Linked DNA regions of Gossypium hirsutum: region 2 is linked to region 1. The links are chromatin contacts, called in public Hi-C maps. All regions are on one chromosome and are shown on one strand. The core of a region is the stretch at or near the end of the contact, and the rest is flanking DNA. Distances in the headings are between cores, read along the strand shown.

Evidence for each region. A called contact is a pair of places that touch in the nucleus more often than the background predicts.
Region 2: a contact with region 1 is called in a Hi-C map of leaf, with 2.2 times the contacts expected there. The contact joins the promoter of LOC107897533 here to the promoter of LOC107914267 in region 1. A contact is called at or near these places in 2 of 34 Hi-C or Micro-C datasets (both in leaf).

The regions. Positions count from the first base shown.
Region 1 is chrD10:12,262,482-12,266,637 of Gossypium_hirsutum_v2.1, forward strand. It overlaps LOC107914267 (laccase-11), which reads right to left and starts at 2,268. Exons shown (of 6, transcript XM_016843132.2): 1 at 2,094-2,268; 2 at 1,861-2,012; 3 at 1,537-1,781; 4 at 1,327-1,455; 5 at 328-1,251; 6 at 1-236. The coding sequence starts at 2,201. The coding sequence ends at 106.
Region 2 is chrD10:12,523,283-12,527,438 of Gossypium_hirsutum_v2.1, forward strand. LOC107897533 reads left to right here and starts at 1,913. Exons shown (of 3, transcript XM_016823019.2): 1 at 1,913-2,136; 2 at 2,232-2,364; 3 at 2,457-2,798. The coding sequence starts at 1,961. The coding sequence ends at 2,486. It overlaps LOC107914295 (splicing factor 3B subunit 4), which reads right to left. Exons shown (of 9, transcript XM_016843165.2): 9 at 4,054-4,156.

The DNA of each region.
Region 1 (4,156 bases), core at 1,018-3,517:
ATATAGCATGAAATACATATTATAAACAAACTTGGTTTTTGAAAATACATTTATAAGCAAACTTGGGTGGTGTTTGTTGAACATTGAGAAGCTCTTTCTAACAGTTTAACATGGAGGCAAATCCTTGGGTGGAGGCAGAATTGATTGATCAGCTCCTTTTCCATCTTCAACCACAAAAGCCATTTTCAATCCCCACCCAGTATGGAGCTCCAAATGACAATGCATAAACCAAACACCTAAACCCGGCAAAATCCAATGAAATTTGAACTTATATTACTTGAACTCGAGAAATTCAATAATGAAAACAAATTGAGTTCGTGATGGTACCTGGATTGTCTGCTCTAAACCGAATGGCGGTCCAACCTCCAGTCGGAACACCAACTGTGTTCCTTTCAACAGGATCGACTAAGTTGTACTTTGCCGGATCTTTGACAGGATCGAAGTTTCCGATACCGGTTCCGACCACGAAGAAGTTATAGCCATGGAGATGGAATGGATGTGACTCAACAGTAAGGAGATTAGTGTCTTGTAGCACTAGCTCAACTGTAGAATTGAAGGCTATTTTGCTAAGCCTTGTCCCATGTGCAGTGCCAAGATTGGCTGTTAAGGGTGCACCAGTATAGTTAAATGGCTTAGGAGGTTTATCAGGGAAATCAGTTGTAAAAACTCCACTGATGTTGAAGTAATGAGCTTGGAGAAGTCCAATTTTAGGCATCACAAAAGAAATATTGTTCAACGAGGCTAAGATTCTTGTCCCATTAACGCATGTCGGGCAAGAATCTTTGCCGAAACCAACCGTGTAGAACAGTTTTCGATCGACTTTAAGGGGAACATTTGCAGGAAAATTTGCAGAGTTTAAGCTCTTGAGCTTTTTGTTGTAACTCAAAGCGAAATCTGTGTCATTGGAAGCTGGTAACTGAGGAAGTGTAGGAAGAACAGTGTTGGGGATTCCTTTGTATTGGAATATCCCTGTCGCGGTTTTGTTGTCTACAGGGATTGGAGCATCCATGAAAGGCCTAGCAGCCATGAAATATCTCCCAGGGGATTGGTTGGCTTGTATTAGAACGTTCGTGGTTTGCCCTGGTGCAATCAGTATCGCTTGAGTGACGAACGGTTTTGTATAAACTGCGTCCACCTCAACTACTGTCATGTTATGACCGGCAATCGCGAAGAAAAGCTCGTCGTTGAGAGCAGCATTGATGATTCTTAGCAAGTATGTTTTCCCGGATTCGACTTCCATTGCAAATGTATCTGAAAAGTGAAAACATTCAGGATCATGTAACAGAACATGTTTTCCAACAAAATTTCTTCAAAGTTTCAACTTACGTTTCTCAGAACATGGAAAAAGAGGTCCAGGTTTCCCATTGATAGTGTGTGCATCCGACATGTTTGGTGGCAATCCCATGTTATTTCCTTGCTTGACAATCTCTTCAACATCTTTGTGCCACCATTCCCCTGCACCATGAACACAGTTTTCATCATCATCACAGAAAGGAACTCGTTTATCAATCAAAAAACATCAACCCTGGAACCGACCTAAAACAACAAGCTGTTCCATGTTCGGCTTCGGGAACGGATATGGCATTCCTTGTTTCGGCATGATGACAATGGCTCCATACACCGTAGCCCTTAGCCAAAGAATGTGTGCATGCCACCATAAAGTTCCTCTTTGCCCTGTTACATTGAAGTCGTAAGCGTAGCTATTCCCTGTCTTAATCGGACATTGTGTTATGTAAGCCGGTCCATCCGCCCAACCATTTCGATATTGCTTCAATCCATGCCTAAACAGATCATCAAACAACACATTATAAGAAACCTTGTTGCAATTTTTTTTTCCTGCATATTAATAAAAAATCTTACCAGTGAATGGACATGTTATATTTTGCATGGTTTGTAACATTGACAATAACTCTGTCTCCCTCTCTAGCATAGATTGTAGGCCCTGGAAACCTCCCGTTTACCTTTACGATTGGCTTTGCATGGCACAGTCTGCTAACATTCTTCACTTGAATCTGTTTAAAAACACATCATCAAGTGAAACAGCTGAAATATTACAAAAATTATATAAAATGCTCAGTTTTTGATTGACTCACATCAAACTGGTACTTCCTTACAGCAGCTTCTGCTGGAAAAGAAATGAATGCAATTAAACCGACCAGAAAAAGGGTCGTTTTGGAAACGAAATCACCATTGATAGCCATTCTAGCTGAGCTAAAAGCTTTTAAAACTTTTCGGTGCTTGTATGGATGTGAGACATGAAGTTGAACGTATCAAGTATTTATATAAGCTTTAAAAGAAAGGGGTAAAATTATAGGAATATAAGAAGAAGAGAATGAAGCTGATTAGGTAAAAGTTGCATAGTCTCCTTATGTCAAAGCTTGTAAGCAAAATACTGAAAGAGACTTTCAGTGCCATTGATAGGCGTAGAGGTTGAGGTTGTGAATCTAAGGAAGCAAAATGCTGAAAGAAACTCCCGGTATCCAATTTTTTTTAAACGATTCAAAAATTTGAGATTGAAAGGTATATACCAACCTAATCCTACATACAACACCAAGCTTTACCGCTAAGGAAGGCACTTTTTTTAACCTCATGTTGCATGCCCCTTTCTACTTTATAAAATGATATATTATATTTTAAAGTAAATATTTAGCATTCTGGTTTTCGGAATTCAATCAGAATTAACCAAAATTTTTAGTGGAATGCTTTTTAGCATTGTTTATTGATTAAAAATCTAATACAGAAAAGCTTACTTCTAAGCATTTTGTAGCATTTCTTTGTAAGTCTGAGTTTGCTTATTAATGGGCACATATGCTTTGCAGAGAAACTTTGTATTGCTTGTTACCAAACCATTTTGAAAATAGAAAAGAAGTATGGAAATGGAGGAATATCAACCTTAAAGTAAAGAAATGAGAAACATTGTGTGGAATAGTTGTTTTTGGATGGATTTATTATAATCACGAAATACCCGCTTTCTTTTAGCAATTTTTTCATTTCAGCATTATCCTTCTCACTCTCCTTATATGGGTTTCACTAACAATCACAATCTTGCTTCTCAAAGCTGTAAATAGTAATCGCATAAATATCAAAATCCAATTTATAAATAAAAATTCATTTTTCAATAAAACTTTATAAAAAATACATACAAAATTATAAATATATTCTTTTCATTTTCTAACATCACATTTATTTATTAAAATAATAATTTTATCCTAAAAATAACTTCTAAATATTTTTTTTTATTTTTAAATTTTAAGAATCAAGATTAAATTGACAGAATGTGTAAAATTGAGGGTTAAATTTATTAATATTTTTTAGAATTAGGATCAAACTGATAGACTTTATAAACATTGAAGGCCTAAATTTGTTATTATGTTATTCCATTAGTGGTTTAACGGAGGAGTAACCAAAATATTAAATTTGGATAACATTAGTAACTAATACAAAAAAATTTAAAAAATTTAAAACTAAATGACCAAAAAAGTACTAATAATTAAGTGACTGATTATAGAATTTACCCTAATTTTTGGGTTGCAACTATCCAAAGTTGGATGCCTTGCCCGCAAAGACATATTAGACATCCAAACATTTAGCAAAGCCCAAACTGTTTAACTTATATGAGCCCAATTAGCCCAAGAGACCAACAAAACCATATCACTAAAAGGGCCATTGTTGAGCACTGTGCATCAAACCCACAAACCTCTCCCTCTCGCCAACTTCAAAACTTGAGGTTTCTTTTGGATGGGCGGTGAGATTGAATTCAGAGAGATTAAAAATAATAGTAGCGATTAGATTAGTTATTGACACAGTGAGATGAAATACTACATTGGTGAAATTAAAAATAGTGATGAGATATGTGTTTAGATTTAATCACAAAATAGTAGTAGAAAATGACTATAAAGGACATTAAATTAAAATAAATATATATAATAAAAATTAAAAAATATATGTATATTAAATAATAAATATAAATTAAATTTATATCAATGTTAACTGATAGTTAAAAAAATATTAAAGTGTTTAAAATATCAAAAACATTAGTTTAAAATGTTATCGACATAATTTTAATCGCTGCTCCTTGCTATCTTCACTACATTAAGAGTTTTATATAATTTAATTTATAAATTATTTGAAAATTTAATACATAATTAAAAATTTT
Region 2 (4,156 bases), core at 663-3,162, 260 kb after region 1:
CTTGAAGCCCATGGTCATTTGCCATACACTTTGAACCTGTAACATTTGACAGTTCTGTATACAACAAAAAGAACAATATGCCTATAAAATGAAAGCAAGAGAGAGAGGGAACATTGAAGAAGAAAAGAAACCATTTTCAGATTGAATTGGCAAGGGAGGTTGAAAGAAAATTTGACATTCTTTTAAGTGGTTGTATGAAGCAATATGCTTCAGTTTTCTTGAGGGTTGACCTTGTTACCGAGTATTAATTAGTATAAATTCATAACCTTGTTGATTTTTCTTCTACTACACTCTCATTTGAATACACTGTTTTAGTTTATAAACTTGTGGATTTCAGTCTTTTTTGCTTCACTGTTGAGATTGAAATATGAAAACTAGATGGAATATTAGAACCAATATTGCTCCACAAATTCAACGGAAAATGGATTAATGGCCCTCTTTTATCATCATGTGGCTGAGGCTCCAGACATGTCCTTTTTTCTGGCATTTTATTGTCGCAGATGATTCTCTTTCAATCGCACCAGACTTGTTTTTACTCCACTGGAGCTTCACAACATTGTTGGTATTTCTTTACCATTTATTAACTTAATATATAATATCTTATTATCAAAATTTTCAAGTTAAATGTTTTTTTTAATTATTTTGATTTAATTTTTTTAATATAATAAATAAATTTACATATTTATATATTAATTAATCAAAATATTTAAATAAATATATAAATAATGTACCTATATTTTTGTAATTTTAACATTTTTAGTTATTTATTAAATTTTCAAATATGTTATAAGTTGCATTACATGTAAATATTATTCTAATATCTTTAATGGTTATTTTAGTTTACTATATTTCATTTTGATACCACTGCAATGATTAAATCTAAACACATGTCTCACTATTGACTTTAATTTTATTGCTGTAATACCCTAAGTTTGTAGGAATTGATACTAAGGAATTGCTAGTATTAGAGAATAGAGACCATGCTTGACGGTAAAGCCTGAAAGGCGTCAACTACCAGTATCAACCCTCTAGTGCATTTACAATGACAGTGGCTTGTCTCTAATGAAGGAAGAATTCCTAGTATCAACTTTGATTTACAAGGTTAAAATATAATACAAAAGAAGCAAGGCAAAGGAGTTGCCGATCAATGAAAGTGAACACAGAGTCAAGCACTAAAGAACGAAGGTCATGCTTAAAGGCAAAGCCTAAAAAGGCACCAACCACCAATATCAATCCTCTAGTGCATTTACAATGACAGTGGCTTGTCTGTAATGAAGGAAGAATTCCTAGCATCAATTTTGATTTACAAGAGCAAAGGCCTCCATTAATGCTAACAAATGTAAGTCCAAACTTTTAGGGGTTAGGAGGCCCTCCCTCCTTGTCCTTCGCCATTTCCTCATTGTCACATTTTCCTTTCCACGGCAGTGAAGCTCCGTGTATGAGACCCAAGTTTTGTGAATGTTTTGTTTAATTTGGGCATTAAGTTCCATCCAGCTAAACCATATGTATTGGGCTTTCTTTTTCGAGCACCAATGAGTCACTTTAATTTCTTCTCAATTTACAATGGGCCTTGTCGTTTTCGTTTCCGTCAACAAACCGAAACTCACCTTTCCTTTACCCTTAATTTTTTATTTCGTTTATCATAATCCTTTTTCCCTTTAATTAATGTCCGAGATAGCCTACTTCATCCATTAGGCTTGGTTCACACCGTTCCTTGTCGAAATATTAGAGGCCAAAGTGTCGGCAACCAGCGGTTTCTGTAAAACCCATATATTTCATTGGCCCTCCTCGAGTGCCATCTGGGTCATGGACATTCATCAGAACATACATTCCTACACTCCACACCTGTCCATTAACATTTTCCACGTGTCTTAACATAACAAGAAAGAAGGTTTCTAGTATTGTCTTTTTAAGTAAACAATGTTCAATAATTTCACAACCCGAAAGAAGGCAGGCGGAAATGAAAGCCATCCGATCGGTTCGAGCTCAGCCACCAGCAGTTTTCACTCCATCTCTGCGAGCTTCTTTAAGTCATCATAAAAGTTCAGTGATCAGCTTCAGGCCAATCATCACAAGTTGTTCCAAGCAACCGGAAAGCATGGAGCAGAAAGACGAAAAGCCTGAACAAAAACCTGGGTTAGATCATATTAATGAAGATGTTGCTTCTCTTTTTCTTCCCATGTCTACTACTACTGCTAGTGGTTTTGAAACTGTTCGTTTCATGTGTTAAGGGATGTGATGTCTGAGTCATTCGGAGAGGGATATGCTACGAGATCAGATGAAGAAGGGTTTGGAGGGATTTATGGAGAGAACGAGAGTATATCTGACATAAAAAACACAAGGAGGTTCATGAAAGTCACCCAGGTAAGTAGTAGAGTAGAATGGTTAGGTAGTAGTAAGCAAAACTTGTTTTAATTGAACTGTATTTGATTTGTGGGTGGGTGCAATGCATGAAGCTTATGACAAGACGCAGGGGAGTGAAGTGAAGGAGAAGGAGAAAGCCAGGAATCAAACTCACGCTTCCTCTTAACTCATGGATGGAAAACCCAATTATGTTCACAAGTACCCTCCTCCATTTTGTTTCATGTGCGCCTTACCTGGCATTAGTTTATTATCTTCAGTTTTTTACTGCAGTTCTTATATGTAATGCTTATTACACAGCTTAGGCTGTTACCAAACTTTCTCCTAAACAAACATCTTTAGCTATATCTGTGAAGGCCCTAAAGCCTTCCTCCATCACCCGTCTATTGTTTTTTTTGCTCTTTTTACGTTATAAATTAATGGTTAAATTTCAGCTCTATCCTTCTAATTTCTATGTTTCGCTCAAATTTTAGGTTTTATTTTTATTTTTTAATTTTGGTATAATTTCACTTACTAACTTCTAAATGAGCCCAGCTCGATTTGATCGAGTTTAATTTTTTTCAAACTCTTTTTCATTTTTTTTAGGTTTCCAGAAAATGGTCCAATTTTAAATATTTAAATCAAAATATTAATATAAACTTTTTTAATAATACTATTCTAATAGAAAAATATATATTTCAATGATGATTTCGAATGATTTTTTTATTAAAAAAATTAATTATTATTTTTCACATTATTTTTATTGCTATGTTAGATGATTAATAAGTGATTTTTTAAGTTTCAAAAATCCATATCAAAGGATTTAATTGAAAATTTTAACCGTGTTAGATTTAGTCATCTTATTTTTATTTTTAAATTTAATTTTTTTAGTCTTTAATATTTGACATTATTTTATAGCTCAAACTTTTAGTATAAACACTTCATTTTAATTAAAATGTTTATGTACATGTATTTAAATACGCAAGCTTTTACTTTTTTTATTGAGATTATACAATAATGAGATCTTTATATTATTCTTACATTTTAAATTTAATATATCTTCTATAATGGAATAGTTAACCTAGATATGTTATTATAATTAAAATGTTGACATGTATGTATTTTTATTTTTATTTTTATTAATATTATATAATAATGATGAAATTTCATTTTTTTGAGAACTAATTTTTGAGATAATTTAGTATTTTAATTTTTTAATGCCTTTAATTACTCTAGATATTTTACTTTTAACTAAAATATTTAACGTTAACTTTTAAGAATAGTTAATATTATTAAAATTATTTATTAAATTTAAGATAATGGCAACTTCATTCATTTTATTACATGATTATTAAGTTATCAAGTATTTATTATCTTAAATTTTTAATATATCACATCCATGACGTATTAACATTTACATTTAAATGTAAAAAGTAAAAAAAATTCTTCAAAATTAAATGAAAGAATAATGAAAAATGAGAATCTAGAGTATATTTTGTCTCTTAAATATTTACTCTAATTTACGTGAAGCCCATAAAAGAATTAAAGGATATACTTGATCGAACTCAAATTACATATGTACGTTATTTTACACATTGAAAGAAGAAAAGGCTTTGATCTGCAATGAAACGATCATGCTTCGGTGAACAAAAAATGTTTACCAATCATTGAACGAACGATTAAATTTGGGAGTCAAGGAAGAGGATATCCCACTGGAAGTCTAATTTTCGGATATTAATACATCAATAGAGTACGATCCACATTTATCACTTCTATTACCGCTAGAAACAAAAATGCACTACATTTGGTGAACTAA